Linked DNA regions of Lactuca sativa: region 1 is linked to region 2. Evidence: chromatin contacts called from public Hi-C data. All regions are on one chromosome and are shown on one strand. Each heading gives the region's core, a stretch centred on a gene start, on an enhancer-like site or on the middle of the called end of the contact. The rest is flanking DNA. Distances are from core to core; before and after follow the strand shown.

The links. A called contact is a pair of places that touch in the nucleus more often than the background predicts.
Region 1: a Hi-C map of leaf shows a contact between it and region 2, with 3 times the contacts expected there. The contact joins the promoter of LOC111920967 here to the promoter of LOC111920963 in region 2. A contact is called at or near these places in 2 of 4 Hi-C or Micro-C datasets (leaf and seed).

The regions. Positions count from the first base shown.
Region 1 is chr8:3,483,107-3,488,352 of Lsat_Salinas_v11, reverse strand. LOC111920967 reads left to right here and starts at 2,038. Exons shown (of 8, transcript XM_023916542.3): 1 at 2,038-2,668; 2 at 3,239-3,330; 3 at 3,594-4,294; 4 at 4,416-4,486; 5 at 4,968-5,057; 6 at 5,155-5,246. The coding sequence starts at 2,297. LOC111920970 (ALBINO3-like protein 2, chloroplastic) reads left to right here. Exons shown (of 14, transcript XM_023916544.3): 14 at 1-225. The coding sequence ends at 5.
Region 2 is chr8:3,325,573-3,330,545 of Lsat_Salinas_v11, reverse strand. It overlaps LOC111920963 (peptide chain release factor PrfB1, chloroplastic), which reads left to right and starts at 3,224. Exons shown (of 7, transcript XM_023916531.3): 1 at 3,224-3,535; 2 at 3,789-3,848; 3 at 3,911-4,131; 4 at 4,225-4,428; 5 at 4,673-4,888; 6 at 4,959-4,973. The coding sequence starts at 3,304.

The sequences.
Region 1 (5,246 bases), core at 789-3,288, 160 kb before region 2:
ACTGACACCATATCATAATCGTATCTTACCAAACATTTTTTGTTTTTTTTTACTACAAAGTTTACTTATCACATTCACATTACCCCTTCAGAGTGAGTGACTACTTGTATGTTGAGATGTACTAATAAATTAAAAAGAATAATGATACGTCATGTAATAGATTACATTCTTTGTTTTTGTTTGAGAGACGAGAAACAAACAATAAACAATGATATATTTTCCTTATATCGAAGATTGAATTCGAATAAGTTAAATTTAACTTATTTGGAGTTTTGTAATATAATACTGTACCCAGACCAAGACACATGGCTTAAAGTTGAATTGTCTGAAAAAAGCTCAGAGATCCCACGTGTTCAAGTGAATTCGACTTAATAAATAAATAACACAAAAGTTGTCGTCTTGTTTGGGGACTTGTGTTTTTGTTTTGGCACTGGTTACATAAGTTTGAGATGTTTAAATTAGTGTTTTGGAAGATAACATGTTGAATCTTTTCTTTTGAACAAGTTTTTATACACACCTTTACCTTTTTCTTCCTAACTAACTGTTACTTGAAATTAATAACTTTTGATAGTTTTTTATTACATGTTTAGTAAACATCATATTTCACGTTCCATTAATTACTGAATATATCTATTGATTATAAACCCTTCTAAACTACCACTTGCTTTTTTGAAAGGCTAACCAAGACAACCCTTAACTAACCCTTTGGTCTAAGCTATTACTTTTTGATCACTTTTATTTTATCTAGTCAGTAGTCAATACTATACATTGTTTGTTCCTATTTGATTCCTTCACATTACAAAATATACGCCTATATATACTTTATATCTAGTCAAAATTATATATTTATAAAAAATACATGGAGACTTGTAGTGGGATTGCACCTCAATATTAGAACGAAAGAAGCAAAGAAAGAGCATGGCATTCAACAATAATTGCCACGTGGATGCAGATTACGTCAACATTTTCAGTCACATTATTTTGTCCTTTTTTCATTGTGGACTCGTGTTACTTTTTTCTACAATTTTCTATCCGCCGGTATTGAATAATCGTACTTTTTTTTTATCATAAATAAATATTAAATTATTTAATCGAAAAAGTCTATAATTATTTAAAAAGATACAATACAAAAACATTTATAATAGACGAGTTTTTTCAATTAATTTATTGATGTCATGTTATCATCATATCAAACAACCCAAAAAGCATACGAACATAACAGAGTTCTTTCACAAAGCTTGTTTATGAGTTCTACCAATATCGATTTATATAATAAATAAATAAAATAGTATTACTACAATATTAAAAAAAAAAAAAAAAAAAAAAACTCTATCTATTAAGCTGGTATATGTACAAACAGTACTAAAATAGGACGAAATACTCTCACAATAATTTTTTTAATTCCATAGTTTATTTAAGGGATTAATGCAGAAAAATCCCATTATTTTAGGAAAATTTTTAATAAAGTCTTAAAAGTTTTTTTGAACAGAAAAGACCTGATCATTTAAAATTTTATCCAAATTAACAAAAAAATCATTTTTTATATTTGAACAACAAATGATAAATTACGTAGTTTTCTTAAAATAATAGGATTTTTCTGTTAAAAAAAACTTTTAAAACTTTATCAAAAATTTTCCAAAATAATAAAACTTTTCCATGTAAAACCCTTTATTTAACCAAATGACCTTTTCAAAGAGCTCGTAGGGTTCTTTGGGTTATTTATTTTCCAAATTTTATACACAAAGCCTGGTTATATACATTAAATTTTAGACATGGAAAATTAATCCTTATAATAAGGTCAATAGAGTCTATTGAATTTGAAGATAAGTGTATGAATTTTCCCATTACAAAATTTGAACTCGTTTGCAAATTATTGTTATTTTATTTTCACTTTTTTTTTCGGTAGACAAGTGTTTATTATTATTATTATTATTATTATTATTATTATTATTATTATTGAAGAAAAGTGTTAGATTTTCTCATTACAATAGAGTTTATCATTTTTACTTGCATAATGTATGAAATTTATCAATTTTTTTTTTATAAATATGGAAAACTGTTTATTTATGTTTAATAAAATAACAATTTTGGGTTGGAAGATCGTTCTGGGCTAAGAATCCGGAACGCACCGATTGTTGTACTGTCCAAACACGCAAGGATTCCTTGATTTGGTCATTCACCTCTTGAGTCTTGCCTCTTGGTCTTGGTCACCAAGAATCAAAAGATTCACAAGATCAGACCCTAAAAGATCTTGATTTTCGAGTTGTCAGAATACCCACAAACGTAATTTCACAGAATGCAGTGTCCAAGCAATAATTTCTTCAGATACAACACCACTTTATGCGCCTGCAATCCAGGTTACTTTTACAACACCACCGATAACACCTGCTCTCCGGCGACCTCCTCCGGTGCCGACGAGTTCTTGGTGGGTTCTGGAGTCGACTATTCAATCAACATCCCTGCTAACCTCTTCTCATTTGACACAATCAAGAAATTCACACAATCTCAAGCTGTGTTTCTTGAGACTACCCTTGTGTTACTTGCTTCGTGGCTCGTATTTTGCTTCTTTGTGCGATTTGGGAAGCTCGGTGATGGAACAACGCTTTGGTTTCAGATCAGATGGTGGATTAGCAGACTGGATGTCTCCTTTGCTACTCGCCATTGGCTGGTACTTTTTTGACTCATTGTTGAATGTTGGATTTAGATTTACTTCCATCTTTTGACTTTCAAGAGTCAAAATTAGCCAAGTATTAAATACAGTAAAAAAATTGTGAATAATTTCATTATGTATCCATATAAAGATTACGTAAATAGAAAAATGATGTAGATAAGTAACTTAAAGCCTTAAAACAATATGTTAAATTTCAATTCGGAAACAACTGGATTTGACCCTTTTGCTATGTCTATGAAATAGATTTTGCTTTTGAGACTTTCTAGCCATCAGAATCTTGAATCTTGATGCATTCTTGTTTTCGATTGGGTTATTCATATGTTCTTGTGATTACTGATTAGTGAGGCTGTAAATCACATGTTAATCACCTGAACTAAAAAGCGTATCCTTCTTTTGATTAGGAAATTGCATGTAGAGATTGGGAATTCTGGAAGGAAAAATCTTGGTAGATAGAAATAAATTAAAATCTAATCGGCATCTTCTTTATGATTATCCTATCATTTTTTCATCTTGTATTTTTTTTTCTTGGAACATTGTTATACATTATTCTTTATATCATTTGTGTAGGATGATCAAAAAGTTGTCAAGAAGCGAAAAACAGAACTTGGTGGAACTTTCTCGATTGCAAGCTGGATTCTTTTTATTGGTCTGTTTGCTGCGTGAGTGACCCATAAATTTCATAACTAAACCACACCACTATCTTTCACACATTTCTCATGTTCAAATACAAACACATTATTTAGTCACACAATCATATTCTTTTTTTCCCATTAACCACTTTATGGGTAAAGTTAGGACTTGATGGGGAAAGTCTCCTCTCTGACTTTCTGTATTAAGTCGTTCAGTCTGTATCAAGTCAAAAAGAAACACCCATGTATAACTTACCTAACCTTTCTTTTTTCCACGTGTCTTCCAATCACAGATTACTATACCAAATCATATCAATGAGAACCGTTGAGGTGCACACTGTGATAGCAACAAATGCACCCGACTTAGCATCCTTCCACAACGACATGGAATTCAACATAACCACCATTTCCACCATGACCTGCTCAAATCTACAAGGACTTTCCACTTTGGTCACCGGAAACCCCGGTTTCATTAATTACCGAACCGCCCCTCTTTCCACTTTGGTCAACTTCACCTGCGAAAACACCACAACGGGCCCCACCATATCTCTAAAATGCAACGATTGTCAACTCCTTCGTGACAATTTATACATCTCATGGCAATTTGTTGACCTCCCAAATATGCCTGCAATGGCGGTTGGTTTCGAGTTTAAGTTGAGCGCAAGAGACCCGCGTCACAAAAAGCACGTGAGTTTTGTAAGTGGGGCTTTGAAGAATGGAAGTACAAATAGTGCAAAGTTTGTGACATATAGAGGGAGAGATCCGAATATTTTGCAATTTAATTTGTTTCCAAGAATATACCGGACTAAACACGATCTTAAACTCATACAACCTCTTTTTCATGACTTCCTTCCTGGTTCGTCTCATTCTGAGACGAACCAACTGCAGGCCTCATTACAGAGGCCTGCAGATGGGCTCGTGAATATGACATTGTATGTCAATTACCTTTCGTCCTACATTGTGGAAATCGACAATCAAAGCACCCTTGGGCCTGGTGAGTAATATTACTTCTTTGCCCTTTTGTCATGCTTGCAATTTTTTTGATTAGATTAGATATTTGCTCGAAGGATATGTTAATACTTTGTCTAACGTATGTTATTTTTCGAAGAATGCAGTGGGGTTTCTTGCTGATGTTGGCGGCTTGTATTGCATTAGTATTGTCATATTTTTCTACCTTATGGTGCAAGTATGCTTCTTATTCCTTTTCCAAAAAATTAAGCCTTGTTCTTTCCAAATTTTAACAAACATTTCATTTGCAGTAACAATGGAAACGGAAAATAGATAATAATGGAAACCTAAAATAGAACCGAATACGTACTTGGGTTTGTTTTAGTCTGAAAATATAGAAATTTACATTTTTTGTCCCCGTGTATAGTGGTTTTGATCCAAAAAAGTTTTCTCTTGCAATTTTGGTCCTTATTTGAGAATCTTGGTTCCAAGTAAAATGACTATTTTGGTCCCTAATTATAGGTGATGTTTGCAATGTTGATCCAAAAAATATAGTTATTTACTTGGAATAGGGACCAAAAACGTCCAAAATTGCAAAAATCAGCTACTCAACGACCGAAAATGTAATTAACTTTTGAAAATATAAAACTGATAGCATGTCATTTCAAGTGTGAATAAAATAAAGTAAAGCGGATCCTAATTTGTTTTGTCCCGTTTAGTTTGAGTACAGATTCAAGAGGTTCCGTAGTGAGGATAGAGTGATGAGAAGTATTAGAAATCGCCGGAAAGCCCAAGAACGATGGAATAAGGTATTTTGTCTTAATAATTTAGCGAATATAATTTCCTCCTTTGTATGTGATTGGATTATTAACTAAATTTCAATATTTCTTTAATTATCAAATCTAGCTGAGAAAGTATGTAAGTTTTACGTGGGGCCCTGGAATATTGGCTTCAGAAGACAAAGCTTTTGTGGAAAGGGAATGTTGCAATTGTTTTGC
Region 2 (4,973 bases), core at 1,975-4,474:
ATATGTGTTGTAGTACATAATTATTACTTATTTTTAATATTGTAAATGGGTCGGGATAACCATTTGAAAATCCATTGATCCGATGGATAAGCGTATGAGTTTAATTATTTAAAACCTTACGGGTTATGGGTCAGGTTTGGATCAACATTTGAAAATTGTTTAATGGGTTTGAATCAAAGCCAATCCGCTCTAAACCCGTTCATTTGTCAGACCCCTCTCTCTCTCTTTCTCGTGTGAATCAAGGCTCAGTATCCTGGTTAAAATGGAGCCCAAGGAAAAGTGGAAAATTGTAATGTCGCGAGAAGAGTGAACGGACCATTGTTATACATAATTCAAAAAAGAAAGTTAAAAGTGAAAAAAAATCTTTATTATGACGATGAAGGCTAAATGTCATTTTTGTTAACTAGAGGGGCTTATCGGTAGATTATGTGGCTCAAAGAATTCCTCTCTTGATTCTTGTCTATTAAGCAGAATTCATGGCTTGATATAACCCATTATCATGCCCACCTTGTTTAGCTTAAGCACAATTTGTCTCTAAGTTGAATTGTTTCGAGCTTTTGCGACGTTCCATTAATTTGTATGTTGAGACAGTAAGTTTATTTTTCACTTTTTTAATGAGTTTATTGATATCTTGGAGATTCCTTTTGGATACTTTTTGCTTTGTTTGTTCATAGATGGACATCATGTTCTAATTACTTCGTTGTAATTTATGAAAAGTAAATTTCCTAGGGGAGTCTTAAAGTGGAGCAACTTTGATTTGGTACTTCTAATCAGGATGGGCCCCTATTGACCAAGCAACCATTGTCGGGCATAGAAGTAATTGTTGGCTATGTCAATCCTAATGATGATGAGTGAGAGGATATCAATACGGGGAACAAGTTTAGTCTGGTTAATGAAACTTCTAAATGGTGATAGTTCTATTGATTCCTTCTTTTGTTTTTAGAGTATGTCTACTCAGCCTGGGTCGTGGTGATATGAATGTGTAGATGCTATAATGTTTTTCTTATGAGAACGGCTATGTTGTTACTTGGTTCATTTGTCATCTTTAGGTTTCATGACATTTTAATTATTTCAATCCGCAAGGTCCAATGTAGGACAATTTGGTACATGTAACTAGACTATAGGGTTTCACGAAGTGGTCCGGCAAAAAGCTTCACAAAAGTGATGTGGCTTCGGCGTGGTGATGGTGTAATTATAATGGTGATGTGTGTAGACTAGACTAGCAATGACTATACTTAGTGTTGTTAATCTAGTCTACACACATCACAATTATAATTACATGATACATTTGAGATGACTATTGTTATTAGTCCATAAACTTATTATACAAGACTTTCTCCATTACAACTAAGAATATGTATTACGAGCTCACTGACATTCTAAGGTCATCTCCAATGGGAGTTCAATGAAAGGTTTAATAGGGAGTTTAATCTCATTAAACCCAAAATCCTCATTGTAGAAAAATGACTAGGATTCAATGGAACGGGGAGTTCAATCACGATTGAACTCTATATTCTCTCCCCTCTCTCTCTCTCTCTCTCTCAAACACAGACACATATACCGCATATATCTGACAAGAGAGAAAAGGGTTTTGAGTTGAAAAGTTACAATTATGATCCCTAGAAATTCTCTTTTGCTTCAATTTCTATTCCAAACTTAAATTGAAAGTACTATATTTACTTTCAACTTTATAAAAGTTGACATTTTCATTTATTCTCTTTCATATTTAATACTTTTTATTAATTCAAATAAACCCCTTTCATATTTAATACCCAAAAATATAATTTTATTCTATAAAGTTCATAAAATATAATCAATCTTTTTATTCTTTTACCCAGAAATGTCGGTGCTCATCATTAATTTATTTAAATTGATTATCTTTTATATAAATTAATTTTAGTTTTAAAAATATAGCATGATAAAAATAATTTGTTTGAAGTGTTTATTTTTAATATTAATTAATTTTAGGAAAAAAAATAACATGGCAAACGTGGCAAGTCACACCTTGTATATGACAAATTTTTTATACGGTGTAACAAATCTTCAGTGGTTCTACGTGGACTGTGGTAAGCGTGGTAGCTTTTTGTTAGATAGAAACTCTAGGTGTGATAACAACTTAAACATGAATGTGTTCCCTGTTTATTTTCATAAATATATGATGATGAATAGTTACTTCTTGCCAACTCAAATGAAACCGACACACTTTCACTTTTTCACTTAAGTTGTTATTGGAACAAGAAGTATTCTTTTTTGGATATTAGGGATCTTGTTATCTCATATGTCATGTTCACGCTTCAGACGACTTCAATTCACTTTTTAGTTCAACGGCAACCCGATGACAACATAACAAGTTGTTTTTTTTTTGCTTTATAACATATACCCACTGCATTTCACTTGATCGTTCTAAGCAACCCACAAAGCTAACTCTAGGACTTCTGAGCATTTGCCCAATGAGTTAAACGGACACCCTCATGACATTTTTTTACCATATAGCAAATCTTTGTTTGGTAACAAATTATATGGGAAAAACTTGCTTTCAATGATTCAATCACTACACATTTGATACAAAAATATTTGTGTAATATGATATATACGGTTATAATACTTTCAACACACACACAAATATATATATATATATATATATATATATATATATATATATATATATATATATATATATATATATATATATATATATATATATATTCCACGACATTTAAGTAAATTTGAATGGCTTGTGCAATATTTAATACGAAAGTATATATATGTGTGCAATATGAAATACAGTTATAATGCATGTCACATATAATATTGCCTTCACGACCTTTAAGAAAAATTGAAATGATATGTGCATCTGAAACCATAGAAACAACTCCAATACTAAAATCTGAAAACTTATGTTCAAAGTTTTTACCATCTTCTCGGTTTTGATCTTGCTTTTGTTTGCAAAAACAAGTTAGATACTCATAACGTCGAAATTGAAGATTTTGTAAAAAAAATGTATTTGTTGTTAGAAAAGCATCTTTGAACCTCACAAATGAGTTCGAAACAGACAACTTTCAAAGATAATGGTTGTTTTTTTTATTTTTCTCATAACGATGATTATTTTTATATACAAAAATTGTTATTTTTGTGATTATCCCAAACTTTTATGTGTTATGATGATTTGCCAAGGTTTTAATGGATACTTGGATAAAAGATGAAGGTTGTTTCTTGATCCGCCCAAAACTAAACCTCTGCGTTGCATTATCCCCTTCATCTCTCTCTCTCTCTCTCTCTCTCTCTCTCTCTCTCTCTCTCTCCATGGAAAGCGTTGTTCATAGCTTCGTATCACCTCCTGACCACAGGCTACAATCACAAAACTTCTCAGCGATGAGAACTTCATCGATGTCACCATCACCCACTGCACATAGAAGCATACCGTCCTTTCGTTGCCGCGCAGAGAAGCCCATCGTAGCTGCTGCTTTCCCTTATTCACATTCAGTCTTCCCTTTGTCTACACCCCTCTCACTACCTTCTTCTTGTCATTCTAAAGGTAACATAATTATCTTTTAGTATTGAAACGTCTTAAAGGGAATTGTGTTTTTGCAATTACAATCTGGTAATGGCTTCCACACGAAGATTCTTCTTCTATGAGATTGAACCTTTAATTTTAACTTGGGGATCATTTAGTTCGTTTTTGGAAGTCCCTCCTTTCTTCAAATTCACGTCTATCTGGTTTATTCGTCCGTAACTTTTCATGATTGCTAATTGTGTTTCTATTTGTTTGGCATTTGGAATTAGTTCAGTTTTATTCGCAACACCAGATGCAGGAGTGAGCAGTGAAACAGGTGTATGGGCGATGCAAGGTAATGATACAGTGTATTATTCCTACTTGCATTAGCCATTGATTTATAATATTTTGCGACAGATTTCTATAGTTTGAGGAAGGATGTGGAGGCAACCTCCAAACGTGTTGAAGAAATTAGGGCTTCTGCTGGTTTAGAGCAACTAGGAGAAGAAGTTGCTAAATTGGAAAAAGCAACAGGAAGTGATTCTTTTTGGGATGATCGTAGCTCAGCTCAACAAACACTAATGGCTCTCACGGATATCAAAGACAAGATGAATCTTCTCAAGGAGTTCCAAGACCAGGTTCGATCTTTTTATTTCCGAATTCCAATCAAGCATCATGTTGAAAAAAAGAAAGTTTACACTGACATGGTACATTCTACATTGATATGTTAGATTGATGATGCAGAAACTATAGTTAACCTTACAGAAGAGATGGATTCAACTGATACTGCACTTCTTGAAGAGGCTGCTACGATCGTGAAAGAACTGAATAAAGCGTTAGATAAATTTGAGCTGAGTCAGCTTCTTTCTGGGCCCTACGATAAGGAAGGTGCTGTTATCAATATAACAGCTGGTGCTGGTGGTACGGATGCACAGGTAATGTAACACTAACACACCTCTGGATCTGGATCAACTTAAAACCATAGTGAAAGTTTATGGCTTAGGTTATGAGCATTGATTGTACTTTGAATTGTTTTTTGTTTAGGGTTTGAAGGATTTACTGAAAATTGGTTTGTTGTATAGGAATGAGATTGTTATAATTAGGTTGGGTAAGAGTGTTTTAAAGTAGAAAGGAATAGTAGAATAAGATGATGATGATGATATTTTGAGTTGAGTGCAGGATTGGGCGGATATGCTTCTGAGGATGTATGTAAGGTGGGGAGAGAGGCAACGATACAAAACAAGAGTGGTTGAGAAGTCAATGGGGGAAGAAGCCGGGATCAAATCAGCGACAATAGAGGTGGAAGGTCGATATGCGTTTGGATATCTTTCAGGAGAAAAAGGAACACATCGAATTGTTAGACAGTCTCCTTTTAATTCAAAAGGTCTTCGTCAGGTACATTCCTCCATCCCACACACTTTGTATCAATGACACTATTACTAAATTAGCCTTTGTCTGGATCCAGACAAGTTTTTCCGGT